Linked DNA regions of Mus musculus: region 1 is linked to region 2. A link is a contact called in public Hi-C data. All regions are on one chromosome and are shown on one strand. The core of a region is the stretch at or near the end of the contact, and the rest is flanking DNA. Distances in the headings are between cores, read along the strand shown. Region 1 overlaps Otud7a (OTU domain containing 7A). Region 2 overlaps Otud7a (OTU domain containing 7A).

Evidence for each region. Hi-C and Micro-C count contacts between places; a contact is called where the count stands out from the background.
Region 1: a contact with region 2 is called in a Hi-C map of cerebellum, with 2.3 times the contacts expected there. The contact joins two enhancer-like sites. A contact is called at or near these places in 1 of 15 datasets of contacts at CTCF or cohesin (embryonic stem cells), 37 of 484 Hi-C or Micro-C datasets (the HPC-7 cell line, LSK cells, Sertoli cells and 12 more) and 1 of 115 datasets of contacts at active chromatin or transcription factors (astrocytes).

Annotation. Positions count from the first base shown.
Region 1 is chr7:63,666,394-63,673,646 of GRCm38.p6, forward strand. All of the region lies in intron 4 of Otud7a (OTU domain containing 7A), which reads left to right. Among named protein-coding and RNA genes, the nearest start is that of Gm39023, 180 kb to the right of the region's middle. Within about 2 kb of position 2,733, at least 18 of the 459 cell types and tissues checked have an H3K27ac peak or open chromatin away from gene starts, as enhancers often do. A contact at or near this core is called in cerebellum, where this site is marked.
Region 2 is chr7:63,504,388-63,512,055 of GRCm38.p6, forward strand. The region is part of intron 1 of Otud7a (OTU domain containing 7A); the gene reads left to right. Among named protein-coding and RNA genes, the nearest start is that of Otud7a, 63 kb to the left of the region's middle. Within about 2 kb of position 3,839, at least 7 of the 459 cell types and tissues checked have an H3K27ac peak or open chromatin away from gene starts, as enhancers often do. A contact at or near this core is called in cerebellum, where this site is marked.

The DNA of each region.
Region 1 (7,253 bases), core at 1,483-3,982, 160 kb after region 2:
ACATAACCTGGTAGTGACCCCATAACATAAGAGTAGAGATAGTGGCATCTGGGAGACAACAGAGAGACATGAAGTGCATCCCATGAATGGAAAGGTAAAGGTTCTTGGCTTAATAAGGAAGGTAGAGGTTTGTCATACTGTCTGTGAGGGTCTGGCAACACCCACAGCTTCAGACATCTCCCACAAATGTTGGGAACACATCTCCCTCTGATAAAGAGAGGCTACTGTAGTGCTACAAAAAGACTCTGCGGATGGAATTTAGGCTGATGATAATTTGATTTTAATACAACTTGCACCCTTATCTGATGGACTCAAGGTAATGCCAGGAGTTCTTAGAAACAGATGAAGATGGCAGACACGGGGACGGGGAGAGGTAAGAGGGTGTGCTGTGTGACAGCGAAGCAACCCTCCATTGCTCTATTGACAGTAGAGGAGGAACCACCAGCCATGGATCCCGAGTGGCGTCTAGGCGCTGAACTTTAGCTAATATCTTGCAAAGAAACAGAAACTCAGTACTCCAGCCACCTGGGGTAGGATCAGGCCCCAGAGATCAGGCCTTTTTTACCAGCATCCAGATGAGGACCACAGTCCTGCTGACACCTTGACCTCAGCCTTGTGAGACTTAGAACAAGGAAACTGACTGACGCCTCTGGACATCTGGCTTTCAGAATCATGAGAAAATAAACACGTGCTTCTGTGAGCCGCTCAGCGTGTGATATAATACGGTAGGCAGGAGAAAATGACAGGTCTGATGAGGAAGAGCCATGAAGGACGTGTGATGGGGTGGTACTGTCCAGGTTTCACCTCTGCTAGTGGTGGACTAAGCAAGCCCAGCATTCACAGTTGTGAGTACACAACTGGGCATTCAGTATCCTACCAGCAATGAATCAAGCCATAAAAAAAAATTAAGTTAAGGATTTTCAGAACATTCTACAGATGAAAACTGTCCAGGGTTCTGTCACCAAAATAAAATCTAGTATTCACAGTCCTGCCCTGTGTACTACAAAGTAGACAGATGACGTAACTGTGCCGGCCCGTGGTATGGTCAACCTTGCCAGTATCTGAAAATGTAACATCCAAATAGCTGCAGCACTCCCTTCCTCATTCGGGAGGGCCCTTTGCCTGCAGTCACCTATTATGGACCTATTCAGTTGCCTTAGTAGTACCATAGACTAGGCACCCCTGAATTTCTGCTGACTTCATTAACATTGCTCCTTGGTGCACAGACTCCTTGGTGGGCACCACCCTCTAGGTAGACACGGTCTCCAGAGAAGAGTTAGGGTCCCGTGGAAAGTCTTGAGGTCTGCTGGGTAGACGTTTACTCCCTGATGAATGGTCTCCAGAAGAAGAGGAGCAGCGTACTTGGTGGACATAACCTCCTAGGTACACATAGTCTCCTCAGTAGACAGTCTCCGGGTAAGTTCAGCCTCTGTACTGGCCACAGCCTCCTTGATGGACAGAGCCTCCTGGATAGACACAGTTGGCGAATGTAGCCTTTTCAGTGGACACAGCCTCCTTGGTGGACGTGGTCTTTTGAGAGGAGTGTGAGGCCTCCTTTCCATATACAGCACAGTTCTATCTCAGCAGCCTGCTGCTCCAAGCTCTCCTGGACACTTGGGAAGTGGGAACAGTCACAGCTCCCCCCAAGTCCCACTTGATATATGAGTATGCCTTCAGTCTCTCAGCAAGATGTCTTTGATTCTGAACACGCAGAAAATATCCTTAGAGCCCGTCAGCCTTTCTGTTGTGTGGATGGACTGACCACCCACGGACAGCTGCTAAGTGTGCACTAGGCTTATGGATCCCTTGTGGGCTAATCCTCTTCAAGGAGCATCTTAGGCCCAGGTGTGAGGCTTGGACCCCAGTAGCTATCGCAGCTTTCATTGTCTCCCTTGTGGTACATGGACACTGTAGGAGGAGAGACTTCCAGGTAAAGCCTGGATAGAAAGAGCTGTAAGGCTTTTCTTCTAAGTGGCGTGTTAAGACTCCTCCTGGGGGCTAGCTTGGCAAACATCCAAGACACACGAAGTGATTTATTTCTCGGATCTCCGGGATTTGCTGCGCGCTTGCTGTAGTTTTCCAAGCCTGCCTGGGGAATTTTAACTAAAACAATCTTAGCTGAAAGGAATGGGTTCTTAAATCCCATGCAGACTGACAGCACTGGATACACAGTAAGGACAGGCACTGCCCAAGGAGGGCCCTTGGCAGACACCCCTCCCTCCGAAGCCTCTGACAGCTTCAGCAGAGCCCGCTTTCGCTGTTACGTAGATCCAGATTCATGCTGACAGCTGACTTCATTCTCTTAAGCTTCTTAAGCATCGGTCTTTGGCTTACTTGTGAAGCACCAGTTTAAAATTAAAAGCCAGGAGGCTCAGTTGTGTTAGTCAGCTCTCCATCACTACCAGAAAGATAGGAGGTGATCTAGAAAGAGGAAAGGTTTCTCTTGGCTGCCCATTGGGGAGGTTCAGGGCAGTCATTATTAGGTACCTTTGTTCTGGGCCTGTGGTGGAGCAATACCTGGTCACACAAGCATGTCATAGAGCAAAACTGCCTATCTCACCAGCCAGGAAGCACACACAGACACAGATACATACGTGTATGAGCACACGAACGCATGCATGCGCACGCACACGCGCACATGCACACACACACACACACACACACACACACACTCCTCTGAGCAGTATTAAGTATCCTAATTACGCCAGTTGGGTTAGCGACACTGCTGCTGCTTGCTGTCGCTGAGCTCAGTGTGTAGCTGCAGGCTGGCTAAAAGGAGGTTGATTCAGCTCAGTGAGAAGAAGATTGAACCACGGGTTAATTACAGCTTTCTACTCCACGGCATGCTATTCCCGCACACCCCCACCCTCCTCCACAGAAGCAGTTGTAGCAGAGTGTTGCCTGGACACCTGGGTGAACGGCAGAAGGGTGTGGTGGAGTAGGAGAGAGCCATTCCCGGAACTCACTCATTTCTCTTTGAAATCAAGTAATATTTTTTTCAACCCATCTGAGACTTTATAAAATTAGGTATTTTATAAAGCTCTAACTGGGAGACTTATCATTTTGGTCCTGCTGGCCTTGTGTGGTTTAACTGATCCAAAGGTTGACTCTATAACCCCTTGCTTGGTTGTTTCTTTGTTGGAGTACGAAATGCGTTAGCTCAGAAACCTGCAATCTCCAAACTCAAAATTTCACATCTCTGATTCCTTTTGTGGTGCTTAGAATCAAAAGCCTTATACATAGTGGGCAAAAGAATTTGAGGCTGATCTAGTCCTCCAACCCTAAATCTCCAGTTATCTTAAACACAGTCCAAACAAGCAGAGGTAACTATCATCTAGGCCAGCGCTTCTCAACCTTCCTAATGCTGTAACCCTTTAATATAGTTCCTCGTGTCATGGTAACCCCCAACCATAAAATTATTTTATTGCTACTTCATAACTATAAATTGTGCTACTGTTATGAACTGTAGTATAAATATCTGATAAGCAAGGTACCTGACAGGCCAGGGAGCCTGCATGGAGCTGCCTTGGGTCCTCTGCATGTATGCTATGGTTGTGCAGCCTGGTACTTTTGTGAGACTCCTAACAGTGGGAGTAGAGGTATCTCTGACTCTTGTGCCTGCTTCTGGGATCCTTTTCTCCCTACTCATTTGTCCCATCCAGCCTTGATATGAGGGTATGTGCCTAGTCTTTTTCCCCAATATAATATCTTTATTGATTATTTGATAATTTCACATAACACACCCTGATCACACTCACTTCGAAGTCCTCCCATGTCCACCCTCTCCCCCCCCCCCGCCGCACCCTTGTGATGACCCTCAAAAATAAAAAAGGAAGAAAGGAAAAAAAATAAAATTAGTCCAATCATGTTGCCTGTATACTCACTGGAGCATTGTCAAACTCTTAGAGGCCAGCTTCTTAAAGAAAATGGAGTCCTTCCCCACCACCCCTGGTTATGGCATCTTTGGTTGATATCCCTAGGAGGTCTGCTCTTTTCTAAAGGGAAATGATGGAATTTATCTGGGGGAGAGGTGCTGGGGAGGAGGGACTGAGGAGAGGAGGGAGGAAGGAGAGGCACTGGGAAGGAGGGACTGAGAGGAGAGGAGGGAGGAAGAACTGTGGTTAGGATGTAATATATGAGAGAAAAAGTCAACTTTAAAAAAAAAAGATATTTGATGTACAACCCCTGTCCTAACCCACATATTGAGAACTTATCTAGAGCCTTTTACCTAGCCTGAGTGAGGTAACCCAGTCACAAAACACAAATGGTATGCACTCACTGATGAGTGGATATTAACCCCAAAATTCAGAATATCCAAGATACAATTCACAGACCACATGAAGCTCAAGAAGAAGAAAGAGTAAAGTGTGGGTGCTTTGGTCCTTCTTAGAAGGAGAACAAAATACTCACAGGAGCAAATATGGAGATAAAGTGTTGAGCAGAGACTGAAGGAAAGGCTATCCAGAATCTGTCCCACCTGGGGATTCAGCCCATATACAGTTACCAAACCCAGACACTATTGTGGATGCCAAGAAGTGCATGCTGACAGGAGCCTGATATAGCTGTCTCCTGAGAGTCCCTGCCAGAGCCTTACAAATACAGAGGTGGATGCTCACAGCTCATTGGACTGAGCACAGGGTTCCCAATAGAGGAGTTAGAGAAAGGACTGAAGTGGGTCCCAACCCCATAGGAGGAACAACAATATCAACCAACCAGACACCCTAGAGCTCCCAGAGACTAAGCCACCAACCAAGGAGTCCACATGGAAAGTCCCATGGCTCCAGCTGCATATGTAGCAGAGGATGGCCTTGTCATGCATCAATGGGAGGATAGGTCCTTGGTCCTATGAAGACTCGAGATGCCCCAGTGTAGGTGAATCAAGGATGGGGAGGCAGGAGTGGGTGGATGGGTGGAGGAACAGCCTCATAAAAGCAGGAGGAGGGAGGATGTGATAGGATGTTTCTGGGAGGGGGGAACTGAGAAAGGGGATAACATTTGAAATGTAAATAAAGAAAATATCCAATAAAAAAATCAAAAAAAAGAAAAAAGCACAGAGGGTAGAAAAAAGATATTTGATGTGCAACCCCTGTCCTAACCCACAGGTTGAGAACTTATGTAGAGCCTTTTACCTAGCCTGCTAACCTCTCCCCAGGAACTGATAAAACACTTATCAGCTTTGTGTTGGTTTGACTCCAAACTCTCTGCCTCTGCTTGTGTGTCTGTGTCTACATAGTTCCTGTACATTGACATATATGTACGTAGAGAAAGGAGGAGAGAGGAGGGAATGTGATGTACCTATCACAGGGAATCAAGGTATTAGCACATGCAGTTGTGGGAACTGAAGGGGCCCATGATTTGCAGTAAGGAGGCTGTAGGACAGGAGGATTAATGGTGACAGCAGGCTCTCCCCTGCCAGCAGAGCTATATCCCTGGTAAGCATTTCTGTTCCACTCAGGTGACAATTGGATGCGGCCCAACCACCCTTGGAAGACTTCTCCCAGCCTACAGATTCCTATGCTCATCTTGTCAAGCGATATCTTCACCCAGAGTCAGAGATGTACCCAGAGTCACAGTTGAGGCTTTGTCTGGCACCTGGTGGCAGAGTCAGGTCTACATGGCAAATGAGCTGTCACAGCCCCTGGGATCCTTTTGCAGTCTGTCTCTTCTGGGAGACTTGTGCCTCCTCCCTTCTGAGCAGCAGCCTCCCTCTCCCTCAGGCCCCTGCTGTGCTTGCACCCACTCCTACTGTGGGCATCTTTCCAGAGAATGCTTGACTGAGCATCTCCAGGAGAGCTGTGTGTTCTACTGCCACCTTGTGGTCATGTCTTTATTTCCCTGCGCAGCCCCAGTCTCTCCCGTGCTGTCACTTCTGTGCAATTCCCTGATGAAGCTTTGCAAATCATTGGTCCCTTGTATATGCTGTGCTCTTCACCACCTTTCTCTTTCTCTTTTGAGAAGATTCCATTCCATTACTCACAAATGATAGGTGTGTAACCCCTATGCAGACTCCTTGTCCCTTCACACACACCTCTCAGCCATCATTGGTCACCACAGCTGTCCCCTGCATGCTCAGCCCATTATTAACTGATTACAAAGCACCCAGTAGTCTTCATTCATTTTTATGTCATCAACACCCAGGAGTGTCTTCCTGTACTGCTAAGTGACCCGGGGCCACCAAGCAGAATACTCTTGTTTACGTCCTTGCCTGTAGCTTTTGGCTGTTCCGTTTAGCTGTTTCTTAGGCTTCTATGAAAGTGTTTCTCCCTGCAATTGCACAGTCACTGAGACTAATTGTGCTCTAAATGTAGAGAAGAATTGAAAATCATGCTATGTTTATAAGCTTAGGTGGGGATCTTAGGTATACTTCTCAATATGTAAGTACATAAGCACATATACATTCATATAATAATAAAGCAATTTAAAAGATGGCCTGCTCAGCCATCATTGGGAAAGAGGCCTCTTGGTCTTGCAAACTTTATATGCCCCAGTACAGGGGAATGCCAGGGCCAAGAAGTGGGAGTGGGTGGGTAGGGAAGCAGGGTGGGGGAGGGTATAGGGGACTTTCTGGATAGTATTTGAAATGTAAATGAAGAAAATATCTAATAAAAATTGAAAAAAAGAAAGAAAAAAATAATAAAGCAATTTAAATTGTGGAACTGTGTCAACAGAGAGTTAGCATCTACAATCTATATAATTTTAACCTCCTTTCCTTTTATTTCTTTAAGATATATAACCAAATTGAAACTTTTTATATCAAAATTATTTAATAAGCAATATAAAATGATCAAACCCACAGTTTATTTTCATTTAGAGCTGTAAACATACTCATTAAAGTTAAAGTCAAACTGGGCATGGTCGCACAGAACCAGTAATCCCAGTGCCTGGGAGGCTGAGGCAGAAGGATTGCAGTTTAAGGCCTGCCTGGGCCACATAGCAAGAAAACATAAATAATGAAAAGGAGCCAACTGTTATCCAGACAAACAAATCGTGTCTACCAGACACATGAACTTAAGCCCTGTGGATTTTCTTAACATCAGTGTGAGTTTGTTGAAGAATAAGATGAGAAAATGAAGGTCACTCGTCGCCGTGGGCTTTAGAGAGAATTCCAAGGAAATTCTGGTATCTCTCATCTCAGTTTTCATGTACAGAATACACATACAGTGTATCAATGTATGTGTGCATATGTACATACATGTGTTGTATACACGCATTCGATATGTGCACACACACAGGAATTGGTACTGAGTATCCTA
Region 2 (7,668 bases), core at 2,589-5,088:
GGGGCTTTGTCACAATGGCCACTAGGGGCCAGTGGTAACGCTTGCTGTAAGCCTGTCAAAAGGACTATAAGCCTTGAATGTCAGTCCTCTCATTTGAAAGCCAAGTCAGAGATTGGGAATGCTTTTGCCTTTTGTGCTATGTCTTTTTCAGGCAGTTTAGAGGCAGGCAGAGATAATTCCCTTTAGGAACATATTAGTGGGAGATTGATATGAAAATTAAAAAAAACACATTTTACACATTCATAAACTGGAAATACTAGTAACTCAAAATGATTCACATGGACAGAACTTCACACCTGCACAAGTCCTCTTCACAGATGAACAGTGTGTGTGTGTGTGTGTGTGTGTGTGTGTGTGTGTGTGTCTGTGTGTGCAAGTGTAAGTGTGTATAAGAAAGAGTATGTATATGAGTTTGTGTGTATGAATGTGTACTCGTACACATGTGTCTTAGAAGAGAACAGTGAGAAATAGGAGTGTGGAATTCAGTGATGAAGGGACCATTCTCATAGATATAAGAGCAAGTTAGATTCTTAGCTCAATTTTACCTGTTAAAGCAGGACCCTATAAGCTTATATGGGTATTAAATTAAACAATATTTACAGAGACATGTGAAGTGTCAAATAAAGGAAGGCGAAATTTATTGACTTGGGTCAGAGTCTCTGTGGTCTCTGAGTAAGAGGAAGACTCTGATATCTTTGGGGACAAAAGTTCTACCCACTTCTTACAAAAGGAAACAAGTATGCATCCCAGTGATGGAATGAGTTTAGTACCTGGCTGGGTCTCCTTCCTGTTCTCCCGTGCCCTCAAAGCTGATTCAGCAGGGCTCAGCTACCAGCACCCTTTCCCACAAGGAAGCTTGCCTCTTCAGGTTTAGCTTATTTCTCAGGGATTGAAAAATTCTCTGTGGTCATGTCTCTTGGTATCACCTTGATGTTATCTTTGCAACACTCTGAATTGTTTTCTCTATGTGACCTTAGGACAAGAGGCAGAACAAAATTTAGTGGCTGAGGAATGGGGTGTTTTGCCCTTGCATTTGGGATCACAGAAGTCCCCGACTTTTCTGAGCTGTGTAGCCACTCACTAGGCCCTCCAAGGGAATTTGCATGAAAGAAGATGGTTTAAGTAGAAAAAAAAAAAAAAAATATATATATATATATATATGTCTGTTTTGATACAGAGGCCCAAATGCCTGGTTCAATATGCTCACTAAATTGAACTTGACCTGCTTTCCTGTGGGTGAGAAGTTGGGTCAGAATTGTCTCTTTTTAAAATGTGTTGTTGGAAAAATCAACAGATTTAGCAGTTCATGAGAATCTTCCATTTGTCCAAATGTGCTACTTTAAACTCCCGAACATCACATAAATGAGGCTCCAGGGAAAAGCCTAACCAGAGATTACTACAAAGTGAAGCACACGGCTTTTAGACTGAATGAGACCAGGAAAATTGTGCCAGTAAAGCAAAAATCCTACCCAACACCTTCTATTTTCCTGTACTGAGAATAGAACTGAGGCCCGTCTTGGTAGGCAAGTATCCACCACTGAGTTACTTTCCTGTGGTGGTTCGAATAAGAATGGCCTCCGTAGGCTCATGTGTTTGAAGGCCTGGACATCAGGAAGAAGTATTACTTGAGAGTGATAGGGAGTTCTGGCCTTGTTAGAGTAGGTGTGGCCTTGTTGGAGGAAGTGTGTCACTGGGGGTTGGCTTTAGGGTTTCAAAATCCCATGCCAGGCCCAGTATCTTTCCCTTCCTGCTGCCTGTGGATCCAGATGTAGAACTCTCAGCTATTTCTCCAGTCCCATGTCTGCCTGCAGGATACCATGCTCCCTGCCTTGATGAAAATGGACTAAACCTCTGAAACAGTAAGCAAGCCTCAGTTAAGTGCTTTCTTTTATAAGAGCTTCGTTAGTCAGTGTTCACACTTACTAAGACAATTTTATCCCTATTTTTATTCCAGTAACATGTTTCTGGAAATTTCCCAGAAGCAGAAGGGACCTTGGGAACATCAGTGTGCCCCTCATCCAAGGCTCTATTGCCAAGTGGCTGGCTGCATCTATTGGCGTTAGTGAATTTCGTGTATACATTGCTTCCTATCCTTGGGTTTTAAAGGAAATAGAGCCAGGGGGCGATGGCGCACGCCTTTAATCCCAGCACTTGGGAGGCAGAGGCAGGCAGATCTCTGAGTTCAAGGCCAGCCTGGTCTACAGAGTGAGTTCCAGGACAGTCAGGACTATAAAGAGAAAAACAAAAAAAAAAACAAAAAAAAAAAAAAAAAAAAAGGAAATAGAGAGCAGTCTGCAGCAGAGGTCAACCTCAATGAGGAAACCTGGGCCTCCATAGGTTCATATATTTGAATGCTTGGACATCTGAGAAATACCCATCCTGCTAATGCAGGAGTTCTTGTACTCATAGAGACCCAGGTACAGGGAGGGAGGTGGTGCCACTAATCCTAGATTTTACTAAATATAAGATTGCCAGTTTCTAGGTATGCCTGTTTCAAGACAGATCACTTTTTCTGTGAAATACTGCCACGTTCTCTCTTGGACATATACAGACCGGAGATGTATCTGTGGGGCAGAGAAGGGAAAGAGATAGGCATGTGTGGAGCCCCAGATGAGAACTTAAAAGCATTCAGTGGGTACTAGGGAGAGTTGAGACTCAGAGCCCAAGCACTGCTCTAGGGCCTTTCTGGGAACCTCCATCACAGGCCACTGTGCCCTGGGTGCACTCTCCAGGTTATAGGCAGCCTGTGCCTTCATGCTGTCTTCAGTAGAGGGTGGAAAGAGAGGTAGGGTCACAGAAAGGGTAAGCAGAAAAGAGTGGAGAGCCACTTCTGAGATTCAGCACAGGAAAAGATCCCCCGGCCCCCGCATTTTGAAGTATAATCCTAGTGGTCAGTGTGGAGCCCTGTTGATAGGTGTGTGTGTGTGTGTGTGTGTGTGTGTGTGTGTGTGTGTGTCCTAAAATCTGGAGACTCATGAAATTGTACAGGCTGGAACCCTTACCACTGCACTACAGCTAAGTTGCATTAACTGATTTCAAGCAAAACAGTTATCCCATAGTCCAGTCACACTCCATCCCACTGTAGTTTAGAGGGTTGGTTAAACTTGTCCCTAGGTACCACACCCATCTCAACCATGACGAGGGAGCATTAGACCGAGTTGTAGACATATCCCATTGTATCATGCCTCTCTAAGTTCAGAGCTTTTGCTCATGCTAAAAGGTATCTTTCCATAAAATTAAATTTCTAATTGACGTATTTGTACATATTTATGACTATTACAGATAATAAACTATACGTGCTGTGTAATTGTCAATTCAAGTGATTTCTATCTTGTATTAGTGAGTTTTCTATTGCTATGATAAAACATTATGGCCAAGACAACTTATAAAAGAAATTTGTTTAACTGGGTTTACAGTTAAACAAGAGGGTAAGGGTCCGTGATGGTGCAGGGACGCCATGGTAGCAGAACAGCAGCCGAGAGCTCTCATCTTTACCCACAAACAGGAAGCAGAGAGCATACTAGGGATAGTGGGGTGCTTTGAAACCTAAAGTCAGCTCCCGTGACACACCTCCTCTAACAAGGCCACACCTCCTAACCCTCCAAAAGACCACCAGTTGAGGACCAAGTATTTAAATATGTGAGCCTTTGAGCGCCATTCTCATAGAAAACACCAGACATCTTCAAAACGTTTGACATTTCATGTGCTGGGAACCTTCAGACCTTCCAGGTCCTGCAAATTACATCCTGAATAGTAGTAACCCTCTGTAGATACCCACTGTGCCGTAGAACGCTAGAGCCAATCCCTCCTCTATAGTTGTGCCATCATCCATCTGTGAGGATGTGAGTCTCCATGGGGTTCCTTCTGATCTGTCCACACCAGGGCCTTGGCACTTGCCACAGATGGTCACAGCAGTGTTCCTGTGATTCAGGTTTTCTGTAGAAAACTCCTGAGATGAGGCCAGAAGCCTAAGCCAGCCAAGCTCAGGCTGCAATGCCAGTTCTGTTGTTCTGTGTGGAGGCCTTAGAGCATCAGAACCAGGCACACAGTGGCTTTTCACTTGAGCTATAGCTCCTGGTGCCTTGAATAAGAGACGAGGGGATGGCTCCAAGATTGCTGTGCAGGGAGGGTGATGTATCGATCTTATTTGTGGAGAACTTTGAGCCATTAGTGACTTAAGGACAATAAATAACAGGAGTCAAATGCAATGAACAAAGTTTTTTTTTTTTTTTCAGTTTTAAGAGTGTTTTGTGAGTTTAGAAAAATTAAAAGGAAAATGATTTTTACTTTTTATCATTTACCTTAGGATTTTGAAACAGCACAGATTAATATGGAAGTTGCCTCTTCACTTGCTCCGAGCAGTCAGCACAGTTAGTGGCAAGACACTTTGTGGCCCATAAATCAGAAAATGGGAGCTCCAGTCACTGTCCACTGAATGACCTGGAAGGTCAGGCTCCTCTGAGCAGCATTTGTCTCCTCTAGAACACAATTTCTGGTTATGTAGATTAGTAACTTTCAGCTCTCCATTCTCGTGGTCTGAAACCACCCTTCAGTCAGATCTTACCCACAAAGATGGCTGACCTTTCTCTAGCTAGAGGGGTTTCCTGAGGTGCCTAGAGCCCAGTGAGCTGGGCTCCCATGTTAATTCTAGACCAGGGAGCTAGGAACTCCCTGCAGTGGTTCCCCAGCTCCCAGCAAGGCTTGGGTTCAGGCTGGAGTAAATTGACCTGAAGTCATTGTAGTACTTTAGTACCAGAGAGATGACAGTTAGCTTCAAATGTCCGATAAGTATACAAATAACCACGACTGTGTTCATTCCTTCATTTTTCTATAAAATATTTTTGCATATGTGAGGTATCATGTGTACCTGAGAGCATTCTTAATCTCACAGCACAAATCTACCCTAGCAGTAACTTTCCTTCTAATGTGAATCTTGGCATATATAACGTGTAGTTGAATACCATTATTCTTTTCTAGCAAAATGAAGAAGAGCACACTGTTAGCACATGAAGCTTGTATGATACAGAGGCACGTCACATATGTACAATTTGTCATCACACTATGAGAACCCTGAACCTTCCCTGTGTAGATGACAACTTTTTTGGAGTATATGTGTGTGTGTGTGTGTATACACGTATTTTTAATCTAAATTTATAATAATAACAAATTTATTATGTTATAAATATTTATATAAAAGAACCTCCTATACTATGAATTTAGGATTTACAGGCATTATGATTTCTCTTGGTTTCCAGTCATACATTTAAAGTAGTTCAATAATCTCATATTTCCTATTTACACTCCCATACAATGTTCTCATGTGCATATTCTCTCTCTTTGCCTTCCTCCCCCACCAGCACACAGATACACACACACACACACACACACACACACACACACACACACACACACACAATTTACCCATAGAAAATCTTAGCACAAACCAATTTCCTGTAATTTGTTTATTTTTTAAAATACTACTATTACTCCAATAATGAAGCTTTGTGCCTTTTGAGAAAATATCTGCATGTCTGTGATGGCACATTAAGTGCTAGTCTGGATGAAAACTGCTGGAAACAGTCCAGCGCTGTCTTGTGGAGCCTCCAGCTGTTTAGAACTGCATTCTGGGGGTCCTGATTTCTGGGGCCTCCTGCTGCCACCTGCTGTTGGAAGGGAGCCAGTCATTGCTGGTCCTGTAGGCCTGTCTGACTGGTGTGGGCAGAGCACCTTCCCCCAGCCCCAGTGCCCAAGAGCCACAGGCAGGCTCTGTCCTTGCATCTTTTGCACCCAAAAGCAAGCAGGAGGCTGACTCAGGTCCATGCTCTGCCTTGGTTCTGCCCCAGTGCCCCAGTGATTGTTCCTTAGGAGAACTAATTGTAGGGTGGGGTTGCTGGTTGTATCCACTTTCTGTAACAATTTGTAGAAGCCTAATTCTGTTCTTTTCAGATAATGAAATTGCAGGATAATAGGCAGTATTCGAGGGGAGGTGGGAGGGAGGAAGAGAGAGAGAGAGACAGAAACTGAAATTGAGCTTGATTTATTTCTATTTCTTGTTTCTATGCCTAGCATGTGAAGGCCCCAGAACTCCATTAGTAGACTGGTAGTACTCTGGAGCCTGGATTATCTGCAGAATGGCTGACTCCTGTCAGTAGAAGTGAACAGTTAGTTCAGCCACCTGCTTGTCAGAAGTCTCAGGAACAATCACACTAAGCCCTGGGCCTCCTTTCCCTTGGGTAGGACTTAGGTATGGTATTGCCGTCCCAACACTCACAGCTTATACCTCTGGTAATAAGAAATTTCTGTGACAAGGAAGAACCTGGAAACAGAAGACTAGACTGGGACCCCGGCCTGGCTCTGTGAAACAAGAACAGGAACCTTGGGGCAGCCCTCAGACAGACTGAGATAGGCTCTTTTCTCTGTCCTTGCTAGCAGTGTTGCTGGGTCCTAAAAGTCATATAGTCCCACATCCCCAAGACCTCTCTCACATGGTAAGCTCTAGACTTGGCATCCCTAAGATGCTCAGTATGCTAAATACACAGGGTAAGACTGTGACACAAGGGTCCCTAGAAATAGATTGGCTCAGATGGACCACAATCTGCTTGTCTGGGTAGGCCTCAGGTTCAACAGGTCAGATTTTTACAGTTTCTGGGGTTCTTTGTCAAGGAGTAGACATACTCTGAACTTCCACATCAGCCCAGCCAGGGACATTCAGGTCCTATTCTACATTCCTACCCATTGTACTTCCAGCCCTTCCATGACATTCCTCACCTCCACCAGGAGTGATTTTAGCTTCCTCTGGAATACCCATCCATTGGTCTGTCCTTCCATCCTTCAGTCTAGCCTTATCTGAAGTCCTGTGCTAAAAATCTGGTACCCTCTAATGAACAAAATCTTCTGCCCATCTTATATTTCCATTGGGATGGTGGTGGAAATGAAAAGTGCCCTAACATAAATGCTGACTGTGAGAAGGAGACACAGAGCCAACATAGCTAGTATAGATGGCCGCCCAAAGACTGACTGCTGTTTTTGTGTATAAAGGGTGGGTTTGTGCTAATGACACAAAGAAGGAAAAGAATACTACTTGGGCAACAAGAGCAGTCTGTAGAGGAAAAATGGCTGGAATTGAGAACATAGGAAATCCCCCCCTGGGGTTTGGGTTGGTGTGGGCTGCACTGGGTGGGGCTCTGCCCTGGGGTAGGAGGTGGAGTAATGTCTTCATGGGTCTGGGAATGCAAAAAACAGTTTTCCCTGCTATAGGAGAGAGCTCCTTTTGCTTTAGATGGGAAACTGTTGGCTTTGGCAGTGTGTCAAGTAGGCTGGTGCTCATCATCCCAGGAGAGGTACTGTTTGGCCCAGATATATACTTGAGACTCATTTCTGCCTCCTCTCTACCCTGTGGGTCCAATCAGACCTGCTGCATGGTACTGAGAACTTTACTGGTATATCCCTAGGTTTGAGTCCTTGAAACCATGGTATAGCACTTGCTTCCTAGTCAGCGTATTAGTATGCTTTCAGTTATTGTAACACACATCAGAAGCAACTTGGAGAGGGAGAAGCTTTTTTTTAATTTGGCTTTTACTTCCATGTCACAGTCCATCATTGAGGGAAGTCAAGGCAAAAACACAATCAAACCAGAGGCCAGACAATGGAGGAAAGCTGCTTATTGGC